2 separate regions of the Danio rerio genome follow, and region 2 is linked to region 1. Evidence: chromatin contacts called from public Micro-C data. All regions are on one chromosome and are shown on one strand. The core of a region is the stretch at or near the end of the contact, and the rest is flanking DNA. Distances in the headings are between cores, read along the strand shown. Region 1 overlaps kcnma1a (potassium large conductance calcium-activated channel, subfamily M, alpha member 1a). Region 2 overlaps lrmda (leucine rich melanocyte differentiation associated).

Region 1 (6,444 bases), core at 3,031-5,530:
AGCGAGAATTGTTACCAGTATATTAATATCACAGTATATCAACTTACATTTTCTCTTTTCTCTTCTCATTTATTTAGTTAGATCTTTCAAACAGCGTACATTTTTTGTCCCCAAAAATTGCAGCAGACAATTACAATGTACAGTGCTCAGCATATGGAGTAAACACCATTTTGAGGATGAATATTTGTATCCCTTTCCCAGTAAATTTAGGCAATGCATTTTGGTGCATTTAAACAAAACACATTAATTAAACAGATATTTTTATTAAAATAATATTTTAGTCACTGAAAATCTTTAGAAATAGAAAAATAATGCATTGAAATTCATGTAAAATGTTGCAAAAAAAATGCAAACTACAAAATGTCAACAATTTTATTTAATTTTTTATTTTTTATTTTGCTCTTTTAAAATGTTGTATTTAAAATGTTTATCTTACAAATACATTTGGATGTAATGGGTCTAATTTATGGACCATTATCAAAACTTATTTTGTTAGATTAGCTCTAGATTTGCCTTCAGTCTTGACTAATCTAATGTATATGCACAAATATAATATTGTAAAGCTTCCTTTAGAACATATTAAATTAAATGAAAGATTTGTGGGGTGTACTTGTAAACACTGAGCACTGTAGGATGCTTTTGGATGCATGAAGCTTGCTCTGTGCTACAAAGTCTCATCTTTTGTTACGAGTACTGTATCTGATGCCATAAAGGTCAGAGCGCAGGCCCAGGGCAGGGCGGTGACACAAGCGCTCAAGCAGGAGCCTCACGCCGGTCCTGGCATATGTCGCTTGCGATCTGCGGGCGCAGGAAGAGTCGGCCGACTCTCTGGCTAGCATCTGTCCTACACGGCGGAGGGGATGACCGGCCCTGCTCCTGCCTGGTGGTAAGAAACTGTCAGCTTAAGTTTCATGACACACCAGCTGAGCTGGGGAAATGAAAATGCAAACATAATTTTCATGTCAGGCTGCATAAGAGCCAACGGTGCTGAGTTCCACCCTGCAAGGAGCGGACAAGATCCCTTCTATGGGCTGCGCCGCCCGGTTCCGCCCCTGCCGCGCTCGTCACATCCTTGCCAACTCCAAGAACCAACCAGATTACGCAGGAGGAGAGAAAAAAAAAAAAACGTCCCAAAGACTCAAATAGGAAAAAAAGGAGCTGTGACCTCTCTTCCTCTCAGTATGCTAGGCGATTGTTGTTTACAAAACAGCCATGTCTAGGATTGCCCTGCTGGAATCTTCCTTGTGAAGCCTCATAAGTTCAGAACAGGAATTAATACCCTTTGTGATTCTGAGCACCTTGAGAGTCTTTAAAGCTTGTGTAATGAGGGGATAAGTCTCGGCAGGTGGAGCAGAGGGACTGTTATTGTCATTGTAACTTAGAGTAGAGGCAGCTAACTCGTTCAGGATATTTGCTCCCTAAAGCCTGCACTTGCAGAGATAACAAACTCTTCTTAATAGTGTGCAGTGCACCAGAGCTATAATGAGAGCTCCGTTGCTCCCTACTACTCGTCAACGACTCTCTGGGCTTTGACTGCAGCCAAAAGAGAACAAAAGAGAAACACGACTGTGTCGACTATTCGTGCATCTCATTTTCATTCAAATAATTCTTTGTCTGGTTTTGGCAGAAAGGTGCATTACCATCCTGAGTGATGCATGCACGTAATCAGAACAAAAAGTGCATGAGGGCTGTTTAAAAAAGTGCCCATCAGGGAACATTACTTCTTTAAGACAGAGTGCATTTACTGCCACGCGTTTCATGCATTCAGCAAAATTACGGCATCCAGGGGAGTAGTATTTATTTCAGCAATAACAGGACTACTATAATGTGCAGGTATAAGATCACCATATCAGGCTTAGTGCGGGGAGGAGCTGATATTTATGCTTTCTAACCCATATAGGAACACACAATCTGCAATTTATTGGAGAGCGTCAGTAGCTACATTTCCAAGTCGTGAATTTAATTTATGCAGGGAAATATCCCAAATATGATTAAAATAAGATCTCACTTTTCTAAAAGAATAGAATCATAATTTTAAGGAAAGTTGGCACAAAAAGTTTTAGAAAGCGATGCAAAGACAGATTTAAATAAAACATAAAAATTCATTAAAAAAACAGGCCTATATATGAGCAATATCACACTCGTAGCATGTCTGCACTCGTGCCAATGCACGCCTCCCAGCAGTGCCGATATACAGCCATATCGCACTACTACTCGTATGATTTTGCTCATATTTTAATCATATATTTAATTGTGAATTGCAAATATGCACTTTTTTATATTGATAAATATATAAATAAAATGCATTAATGGAAAAAAAATATTTAAGGATTAATTCACTAGAAAAATAATAAAATTAATATTTACTAACACTCAAGTGGTTACACACTTTTACGAATTTCTTGTATCCATTCATTGGTATCCATAGATAAATAAAAAAATACACTATGGAAGTCATGGTACCAGTTTTTAATATTCTTCAAAAATATTTGTGGTCAACAGAGGACAGAAAAAAGGGTGAGTAAATCAAATGTTTTTTTTGTTTGTTTTTTTTTTGTGAATTTTCCGTTAAGTATAAATTAATTAAATAATTAATAAATTGATAAACAGTATTCTATAATAAGATAAATAAATAAAAAAACATCAAGCGAATTGCCAATTAAAATAAATGTAGTACACATTACAAAAAGAATTGAAACCCTTGCATCAAAAATATAGATGGTATTATTGTGGAGCACTTTTTCTCCCTTACAAAAATAAATAAGTAAATAATAATGTAGACTATGCGTCCATGCTTTTGTGTGCTTTCATCTGTTATTTTGTGATGTCTGGAAGACATCTGCATGAGGAAAAATCTATAGTAATTTATAATAAACAAGTTTTTGAAACACATAGTAAAGTGTATAATGTGTACAACCTTTTTGTTATTGAATGTAACAGAATACGGTAGTATAGTAAGCTGATAAACTGCAATAAATACTGCAACGTTTACTTAGTGTAAAGTGAAGTGCATCGTGATGGTATATAACAACTGAAGCCTTTTGAATAATGTGTTTATTACAGTTGTGTAGTACTACAGCAACAATATACGTAATTATCATAACAGTTTAATTCAAGTAGTTATCTACACTCTCAATAATAAAGGTACCTTTTCAAAAGGTACTGATTTGTACCTAAAAGGTCCATATTAATACCTCAAGGGTACATATTGTTACTTTAAAAGTAAAAAAAATGTTCCTCTTAATTTTTTAGGCACTAATTTACAAGTTTGAGGTACCAATATGGACCCTTTAAGTACAAATGTGTACCTTTTGAAAAGGTACCACCGCAGTGACAGCTCGCGTACCTTTATTTCTGAAAGTGCATAGTATGCTTCCAAACACAATAGTATTTGTTTTTTCATGTAAAGTAATAGCTTATACAGTATCTATCGCCTCGATGACAGGCAAATATATTTTAGATCAATAGAAAACTTGGCCCTCTTCATGATATAAGGATCATGCCCAACAAATGTGATTATTTTCTATTTCTATCTCCTTTGAAATATTGTATAAATCGCAAAAATACAGTCTTTCCTCTCTGTCTCCCTTTTAGTTTTTTATCTTTTGCCCTCGATTTGAATTTTGCGTGGCACCAGGACCACTTGATTGAAAACAACCTATGTGGATCGACTGCAGATCAATTGTGCTAGAATAGAATAGGACTAACAAAGTGACGACATGTTCAGAGAATTTAGAAGAAAAATCATTACTGACAATCATAAGTCAGATGAAGAAACGCTGTGAATTCCTCATCATAGAGATGTAATGCTAGATCTGAGGCAGAACCAATGCGAGAATCAAAACAAAGCCGCAGCTGGCATTAGCTGTCAGTCTTAGTCAACACGCACTTAGTCTAGGCAGAAAAAAACAGCAGCAATGAAAACAAATGAAGGCTGACACTACGTGAAGAGATCAGTAACTATGTAATGACCAGTAACTGGTTTCCAGGGATATGACCACAAACCAAAACACAAGACACAAAGTCAACCTCATCATAGTGTCTGATGCTAATCTAAAGTGATGTGGCGAACAGTCGGAAGGCAGTTGTAGAGGAAATGCGATCGCCTGAACTGACCCCTGCTTTTATAGTAGGTCGCACCGCTGCCATTCCTAATTGACAGACGCTTTAGTATTTCACATCTGCTACGGCTTAATGAGAAGACCCCTGTTCGGCGCTGTCCTTTACACAACTAACTGCTTCAGTCATCTGACCTCATCCAATAGCCTGAGTCACTGCCATCTCAATTGAGTTCCTGTCAGGAGATCTCTTTTTAACTTTCCCATTGAGCCTGACAGTCCCACTGTGGTATACAAGGCATTAAATAAAGCACATTGACTTTTTCTCCCCTGATTGCTGGCTAAGAGAAAATCATCGAGGAGGATCAGATCCTGTGGAAAGGGGGAGAGTTTGATGTGTTTTTTCAATTGCACCTAAACGTGGACTAAAGGAAGAGGTTTTATTTCAGCCGGTGGAAATGGTGGAGGCATTAATGGCTTGCGGTTGTAAAACATGATTGTCCAAGAATAGCACAACAGACATTGCCAGTATATACTTACTCTTTATAAACAGAAAAGTACAGAAAAATCTCACTAAAGATCCCTTTCAATCAAAATCTAGCATCTGGCATGCAAATTAAGCATCATTTTAGTAAATTACAGGCTCATACAGTTATGACTGCTTTTCACTTACTGATATCCTTTCAATTTTGATGAACAAATACAGTCAAAAAGGATCTTGACCAGTGAGATGGACATTTGAGTGACATTTGCTTGTTTTTAATGTGACAGACAGCCTGATCTTACAGAAAAATGTAACTACTGCATTCGTACAATGTCATTTGTCCTAAAAATGCATCATTTTTCAAACAAATTTGTGCCCGTAACCCTGCCCCTAAACATAATCGTCAATAGGGGTGTACAAATGAGATTGTACAAATTCAAACAAATTACTAAACATTAAATTTTAAAGTTCCGAATTACTGTGAGATTATTTTGAGACAGCCCATATTTAATGAACACATTACAAATTCAAAGAGTGTGGATACCCGGTGTTCGAACCTGGGGGAAAAAAAAGTTAGCCATTCATTAGCATTTTCCTTAACCGTTAAACACTGAACACATTGTGCAAACATCATTAGTTTCAATGTACACATTCAGCCCATGGATGTTTTGATTAAAAAGCACATCATATAGGTCACATGTACATCTGCCATGTAAAAGTGTAAACACCAAAACAGTGACTGCAGAAGGTCACCGGCACCGCACAAGTGCTCCACCAACACAGCATGCGCCAACACAGTCTTACTGCACCTACTGCAGCGCTAACACAGAGAAGCCACGTCACTTCAACTACCACCAACTCACCAAACAAAAATGTACTAGTGTACCAACCAATAAGCCACAGGTACAGAAAAAATGGAGGAACGAAACAGACGTAAAACACAGCACATGAAACACTGCACAGACACACTCACAGTTCACGGACATCGAACGGCATGTGATTTGGCGATCGAACTTACAGGCACGTAAACTGGTTGAGCAATCATGAACAGAGACAGAAGAAAGTGGGAAGGCCCTCTGAAGGCTGTCCATGTTACTATGTACACTGCCTGACATGCACGAGCAGTCGCGCTCAGAGCGCCCGCAATCAAAACAACATGCCAGTTTCATTCGCTTGTAGACGGACATCTTGGCTACAGTCATGTGTTGGATGAGAGGAAAGGAAAGCAGCAGGTTAATGGCAAGGAACAAAAAGAGTTTTTTTCAACCAGGGAAGTCTGAAGGTAACTTTTTCAAACAGGAACAAAAAGTGCAATGCCTTAGCAGCAAGCTCTGACAGGCTTGACCCGCAGATGGACCACTGTGTTCCCGCTTGCTTTTTGCTTTGCTTTCGATTCTGTTCATACAGCAATGGTGATGTACGGTCCAAATGTGTTACTACATGCCAAATTTCACTTTGGAAACTTCCGAATGAGGGCTATTGTGGCAGGAAGCAGTCGTCTCATTGGGGTCAAGCCGTGCCCTAAGGCTGATCATGTCATAAAAGGTCAAAAGGTCAGATATGACAATATGATCAGGAGTTGGGGCAAGGTACATTCAGGCAGAGAGGAATGGGTGAAGGTGTTCAGCAGCAAAACCTCTTTGGATAACATCCTCTGTATCTAAAGGACAGGATCACGTACCTGAATCCCATCATGCAGCAGCAGGTTATTGGCATCACAACGTGCTACAGGCTCAAACGTGGGTGCTCTATTCTGTTCGTCAAACTCTGCTCACCACTGGGAGAATTGTGTGGTAACATGCCAAACGGCATCTCCTTCTTTCTATGATTGGAAGATGCATCCCATGCATTGGGCATATTTAATTCAAACATACAGTACATGAGAAGAATATGTATGCGTGT
Region 2 (6,726 bases), core at 2,997-5,496, 160 kb before region 1:
GTTAGTTCCAGTAAGTAATTTTTTTCCCCAGTACATTTATGTTCCTGACAGGATCATTCTTAATAATGCAGCTGATAACACTTCTGTTCTTTAAAAAAAAAAAAAGTTGACTGTTTCAAGTTCAACTCCTGTAAAGCCACGTAAAGTGTTATGCCTGTGATATGGCTGATTAACTTCCTGTCGTGCCCTAATCTTTGCTTTTTAACGCAGAGCTGCGCATAGATTCCTGTATCCGGTGAGAATTTGGGTATATGCTTGAGGCTAAAGCTGGTTCACTTGTGATCAGTGATCATATGATACATTTACGTAGCACAAGTGCATTGAAGTAGAACTGGTAAATCATTAAATACTTGCTCAATGCAGCTCACACTGTGCTCACACCACAGAAAAGGCTTTAAAGCCTTCGGAGGGCAGGCACCATTACATCCAGCCTTTCCTCTCTAGTCATTACCTAAGAAAACAGAATTAATACACTTTTATGCACACTACACCCATTTAAAACGCATTACTGCCACACATCTGAGAGACAATTATGAAGGTCAAAAGCATTAAAGTGCTTCTTCGGTGATTGGCACACTGAACATTTTCCCACTCTCAGCGTGACATTTATACTGTGTATAATCACAGTCTGCGCTTCAGATACAATTTATAGGTCTGCCCCACATATATAGAAGACTTTTTATGCAAAGCATATCATGATTAAATGAGCTTAAGAAGTAAAAATAGAAGTCAACACCAGACCGACTCTTCATTGACTTAAATACACACAAAGATATTTGTTTTCCTTCTGATCTTCGGCTCATCAGAGAGAGAGAGAGAGGAAAAAAAAAGTCTTGCACGAAAGACAAGGAAAGTTTCATACCCACGGAAAACACTTTTTTTCCCCCTCCTTGTTACAGACCCAGAGAGAAAACATATCAAAAAACATTTTACTACATGTCTTTTGCAAGCACAAAAAGCTGAAATGGTGTCAAGAGAAAACAAAACAGAAAGCTTGTTTCTTCTAACAATTGCTTTAAGCTACAAAATCTCCTTGAATCCCAAGCCTCCCGTTACTGTCGAATTTCCACTCTCTTTCTCTCGCTTGCTCTTAAAGGGAAAGCAGGCCCTTCTGTTGGGCCTGATAGGTTGTAGGCTGATGCTTAGCAACAACATTCCTGCGCCTTAAGTAGCAGTAAAGCCCCTGGCTGAACTCTTTGAAGTGGCTGTCAGGCCACATTTATTTCGTTTTAGCACTTTGTCTACTTGTCCAGATATATAAGGAGATAAAAAGCACTGGTGTTTACACTGATCTTTGCCTCTCTTTCTCTCTCCCTCTGTCTGTCTCACTCTATCTCTGTATATCTCTTTTGTGGCACTGGTAATTAGATTGTAGCCCTGATCAGACGTTGTAAGGATGAGATGCGCCGCAAGTTGCTCTGGATGCGCTCAACTCTTGATGTTTCAGGGATGTCTCCAGCTTTGGGGGTTCGCGGCAAACCAAATCATAGCGTTAACTGCATCTTAGCCAGCCGTTCACCTCTACCCACTCTCTGGGCTGGAGATTTGTTTGGAGTTGATAATCACAAATGGCTGGATTTTTCGTCATTTATTTGCGGGGGAGAGAAAGAAAAAAAAAGGACATGCGAAGGGAAGAGGGAGCATGAGTATGATGTATAATCCAGGAGACGAGTCATATTTCACTGTGACATTTTCAGCAAGCAGTCCTCCCTTTGAGTGCAGAGCCCCTGTTGGGCCGAGAGCTGCTGTGGCTTTCTCTGTTAATGCCATTATTAGAGACTTTCTTTCTTTCTCCAGCTTGTAAATTTCTGCTGCATTATCATAAAGTGTAGTGATTACTCAGTGTATAAAGACAATAATGATGTGAGCAGGCAGCATATGCCCAGGGCCTGGAGAACAAGAGCCCTGCGTGCTGAGATGAGAGAGAGGCGTATGCAAACCTGACGCTGCAGCGCCCCCATCTGACCAGTGCAGGAAATTATTGCACTCTTATGTCAGAACGTGAGTGGGTGGAGAGAAAGAGAAGGAACAAAAGGAACGGATGAGAGCTGAAGTTTGGCTCCTGGAAGATGAGATTGGAAGATGTGTCTTGGTGTTGGGTGTTCTTGAAGGAGCTTTAGTTTATTTGCTGATGCTTTATAGACCATTGAACATTTCCTACTTGTTATCAAACTATTTCACAACTGTAACAAGAGGCAATTCAATCATAACTCAGTGTTAACATTATTGATCAATATGTAGCTGTTTTTTTTTTTTTTTGGATTCTTGGAAGCTATAGAAATTAAAAATGTAAAACAGGAAATACATTGGTTTTTGTTTACATCCCTCAAAATGGTCTATAAAGATGTATATAAAATTGTAGCCTTGATGGAGTGTTCATCAGAGCTGTATTGAGTGAATGGTTCTTCTTTCACCTTGTGGTCAATGGCATAATATCTTTCACCCAGACACTAATCTTTAATCTCTAAAATGGACAGTTTCATTGTTTCATTGGCAATTCAAGCAACCTACAGCCGTCTTTGTTTGTTTGTTTATTTATTTGTATCCACAGAAGTAGCTATAACATTCACTTACCAATTTATTTAATTATAGTCTGTAATTATTACTACCAGTGTTGTTGTTGTTGTTGTTTAAATATTTATTTTGTTTGTTTATTTCATTTATTTCATTTATTCATTCATACATGCATATTCAAACCCCAAAAACACACACTTTGATAAAAATAAAAATCACCCTCGGTATGCATTATGCCAAGCGTGATTATTTCAGTCACTGTTGTATTAGTTGATTAATTGATTGATTAATAAATTTAGTGTGTAAACATTAGGGCTGTGCGATTTGGGGAAAATATCTAATTGTAAATTTTTTTGACATATGTTGCGATTTGATTTGCGATTTAATTTTATAGTCAAGCTTCAGCTCAATAATCTGTAAGTCGTGGCAACAATTCTGCGACAGCTCTTAAAAATTTTTTTTTTTTTTGTTCTGTGTTTAGCACTTTGAAATCAAAACATTCCCATATTACCAATGCTGTTTTTCTTATATATTAATTTGTCTATTAAACTTCTGAAGCAGCGGACGCCATTATCTCACTTGTCTGCACTTTCCTGTTTGTTTGTTTTCTTTTAATTGTGGGCCTTTGCATAGGTCAGTTGTGCAATTCTAATTGGCCAGAATGAAAGTATTTGTCACTCAATTGGCTAGTAAGATGGTTACATACTGTAATATATATATATATATATATATATATATATATATATATATATATATATATATATATATATATATATATATATATATATATATATATATATATATTAAACTAACAATAATAAATGCTATAACTTTAAATTCTATAATTAATAAATAAAATTAACAATGCTTCAAATTGCGATTGTGATTTGATTTCGAGCAATTTCACCGCCCTAATCAACATACACAACCACCAATGATCAAATTAACTTTTCCTTTAAAGTAAAAATACACAAATGCACAATTTTCTGAGGTTTGGGTTACGACGTTACACACTTGTGTGAACGTTGAGAACTGACATTATGCTTAAAAATGTTAGTGAGTTAGTTTGCTCAGGTCATTGCACCATTTGCCTCCAGGTGACAATTGGTTTGATATTTTATTTACTGCAATAACATTCAGACAAATCTCCCAACAAACTGACTATCATTCATTAAAGATAGGCAGGTCTGTGCACACAAGTTGCCATTTGTTTGATGGATAGTGATGTATATCTTTTAAAATCAACCAAAAACAAAGTGCTCGGTGAAAGGAAAAGCTCTTAACTGCCTGTGCATGCTTAAAGCTCCCGGATTGAATGAATTCAAAGGCTTCAGGATGACCCCTTGGCTTGTGATTATGTTTGTGTAAAATCTTAAGGATGCCGATCAAAGCAAGGCTCTTGTCCTCCTGCCCTTTTTCCCCCCAGATAACAGCTGGCATTCAAACTGAGTTTTCCTTTAACTTTTTTTTTTTTTTTTTCTGCCGGGATTCCCATTATGAGCCAGGCCTCCTTTCTCATCTCGATGATGGCTCATTGAATAAAGAGAAAGAGAGGAGTGGATGGGAGTGGAGGAAGTGGAGGGAGGGCTCTGATTAATCTTCTTCCAGGATGGGGGTGTTTGATCAGTGGACTCGGCCCGGGAGGGGTGGGATGCTTAGCAGAGAAGGGGGCATCTCTGATGTTGACAGCAGGCGACTTTTGCGCACGGCATGTGATTGACGTGCCTGGCCGCTGGGCCGGAGGGGGGGGTACTGTGTGTCCGGTGGGGCATAGCCAGCCCCTGACTGTGGGTGGTGGTGTTAATAATGTGGCAACTGGGAAGATTAATTGTAGACAAGCAGCAGGATTACGAGCGGCTTTGTGGCTGGGACAGGGCTGTTTGGTGGGGAAGGCCTCTGATCTGTCAGGTCCAGAGGAAATTAGTCAGGGCGGACTGAAGCTGACACTAAAAATGCTGCTTTAGGATATTAAAGCCAAATGGCCGGAGGAGATTGAAATGGTAACAAGGAAAGCGCTGACATGCTTGGAAACCCCAATGCTGCCGTACCCCAGTGGATTTGGGTAATTAGTGTGAAGATTAGTCATGTGATGATCACACACACACACACACATACACAAACAAAGCTTTTTAATTTGATTTTATTAAATTTTTCACATACAGAAAAATATTTATAAATAATATTTTTTTTTTACATTTAAGCACTGAATTCTAATGTTAGAAGGATTTGCAAAGTTATTTTTGTTTTCAACAGTCATAATTGAGTCACACTATATTTTGATGGTCCGTTTGTTGAGTTTAAGAAACATTGCATCTACATGCCAACTAATTCTTATAAGAATATAAGTAGACTGTTAGGTTGGGCTTAGGGTTAGGGCTAGTGCAAGTAGACATGTACTTGCAAAGTTTTTTTGTCAGTGAAATGTTTGTTTAGCAGCAGTATCAACAGATATTAGGCAGTAAGTCTACTAATACTCAAATGGACTATCAAAATAAAGTTTTACCCATAATCGTAAGGGCGCTATGATCTTAATTTGAAAATACTAATCATCATATTAGAATTATTTCTGATTGATGACTGAAGTAATGGCTGCTGCAAATTCAGCTTGCCATCACAGAAATAAATTGTTATGAAACACATTCAATTATAAAAGAGCACTGTCAAATTAGAAAATATTAAAATCTAAATTCTTTTAATCTTACATGCACAAGGCATTCTCACTCACTAAAGCAGTGATTTCAGTAAAAAAGAGGCAACCTCTACTCTCAGAATGATTAAATGCTCAGAGAATTTCTGCCTGCAGAAAGGCAGAATATTTTCACAAAGGCATCAGATATCAACACATCATGATATATACTTTGTTTTTGGTCCTTGAAAGAAGACAAAGGAGGTAGAAAACAACACTTGTGACCTACCCGAAGCACACAGGCGATCTGTATTCTCTCCAACTCGTCTCCCTGTTCTGTCTGTCTATGCGGTGGCCTTTATGTGAATATATTTGTATTTTTAAGGTCGGCCAGTGAGAGATGAGTTTACTTAAACTCAGGTCTGGCCTTTGGAGAGCAGTAATTTCATGCCACCTGTTGGATTGTCAACACACAGCCACTTGTGTGTGTGTGTGTGTGAGTGGCAGGTTGACCTAGGTCTGACCCGTGGGGCTCTTCATGGCTGAGTAGTGACTGGGGCCCTTTCCCTGGTGGCCCCCACTCTTCAATAGGCAGGGGACAGGTAATCAAAGCCAGCGCCCATCCTCACCTTTCACTCCCCTCCTTGCAAAATAATGAAAGTTGCCCTCGTCCTGAGCCCTGATAAAATACGAACGCCGCTCCTAACATTTCCTCTCCTCTGCACTGATAAAATTTATGGCATTTAGACAATCAGTCATGGCAGTGAAATCTCACCCGCATTCTTCACTTGTCTCTCGCCCCGCCGTGCGTTTTCCATTCTCTCTCCCTTTTGTGTCATCAATCTGAAGAAATATTCCAGATTGCTTGTGACAAATGACTTCTTTTCATTTAACTCAATTAGGATCATCGCATACGGAAATCAATAACCAACATTTCTCCTGTCTCTGCTGAGTAATACATTGCCGTAGATGTTATAAATGTTTGCAGGTGTGTAAACTGCACACTGAGAAATATTATATATATATACATTTTTTTTTTTGTTCTGTTTCAGGACACTGCCAGTGATACGAGGTCTGAATCCATTGCCACGCCTTACACACCACTGCCAAGAGGATCCAGAGATGCCCGGAACCATAAAGGTAGTATTATTTTGTTTTTAAAAAAAAAATATTTAAAAACATTGTGCATACTGGAGAATATTAACCCTTTAATTGCCTGCTCGACTGTAAAGTCATTTAGAGAATGACTATTTAAAAAAATGGTTTATACACACAGCATTGTTGGTTTACAAGAAAGTCAAACAAACATAATCCTGTTGCACTACTACACTTTATTTTGGTTTCATTGTAAAAAAAAATAAATAAATAAAAAATTTTAAATGAATATATGAAATATTTTATGGCATACTTCAAAAATAAAGATTTAGTATTTAATAATATTTTATTAAAATTTTTATTTTTGTATAAATTGGCTACTATAGCCATTTAGGCTACTATTTATTTATTTATTTAAATACTGCATTTTAGTGACATTTTAAGCACTACTTTAGCTTAAATGGATTGTTGGATGGTCATCATAACCAAAA

Evidence for each region. Hi-C and Micro-C count contacts between places; a contact is called where the count stands out from the background.
Region 2: a contact with region 1 is called in a Micro-C map of caudal fin, with 3 times the contacts expected there. The contact joins two enhancer-like sites. A contact is called at or near these places in 3 of 18 Hi-C or Micro-C datasets (caudal fin, embryo and fibroblasts).

The regions. Positions count from the first base shown.
Region 1 is chr13:18,808,852-18,815,295 of GRCz12tu, reverse strand. The region is part of intron 18 of kcnma1a (potassium large conductance calcium-activated channel, subfamily M, alpha member 1a); the gene reads right to left. Among named protein-coding and RNA genes, the nearest start is that of kcnma1a, 310 kb to the right of the region's middle. Within about 2 kb of position 4,280, at least 7 of the 62 cell types and tissues checked have an H3K27ac peak or open chromatin away from gene starts, as enhancers often do.
Region 2 is chr13:18,972,226-18,978,951 of GRCz12tu, reverse strand. It overlaps lrmda (leucine rich melanocyte differentiation associated), which reads left to right. Exons shown (of 7, transcript NM_001020701.2): 6 at 6,193-6,280. Among named protein-coding and RNA genes, the nearest start is that of kcnma1a, 470 kb to the right of the region's middle. Within about 2 kb of position 4,246, at least 16 of the 62 cell types and tissues checked have an H3K27ac peak or open chromatin away from gene starts, as enhancers often do.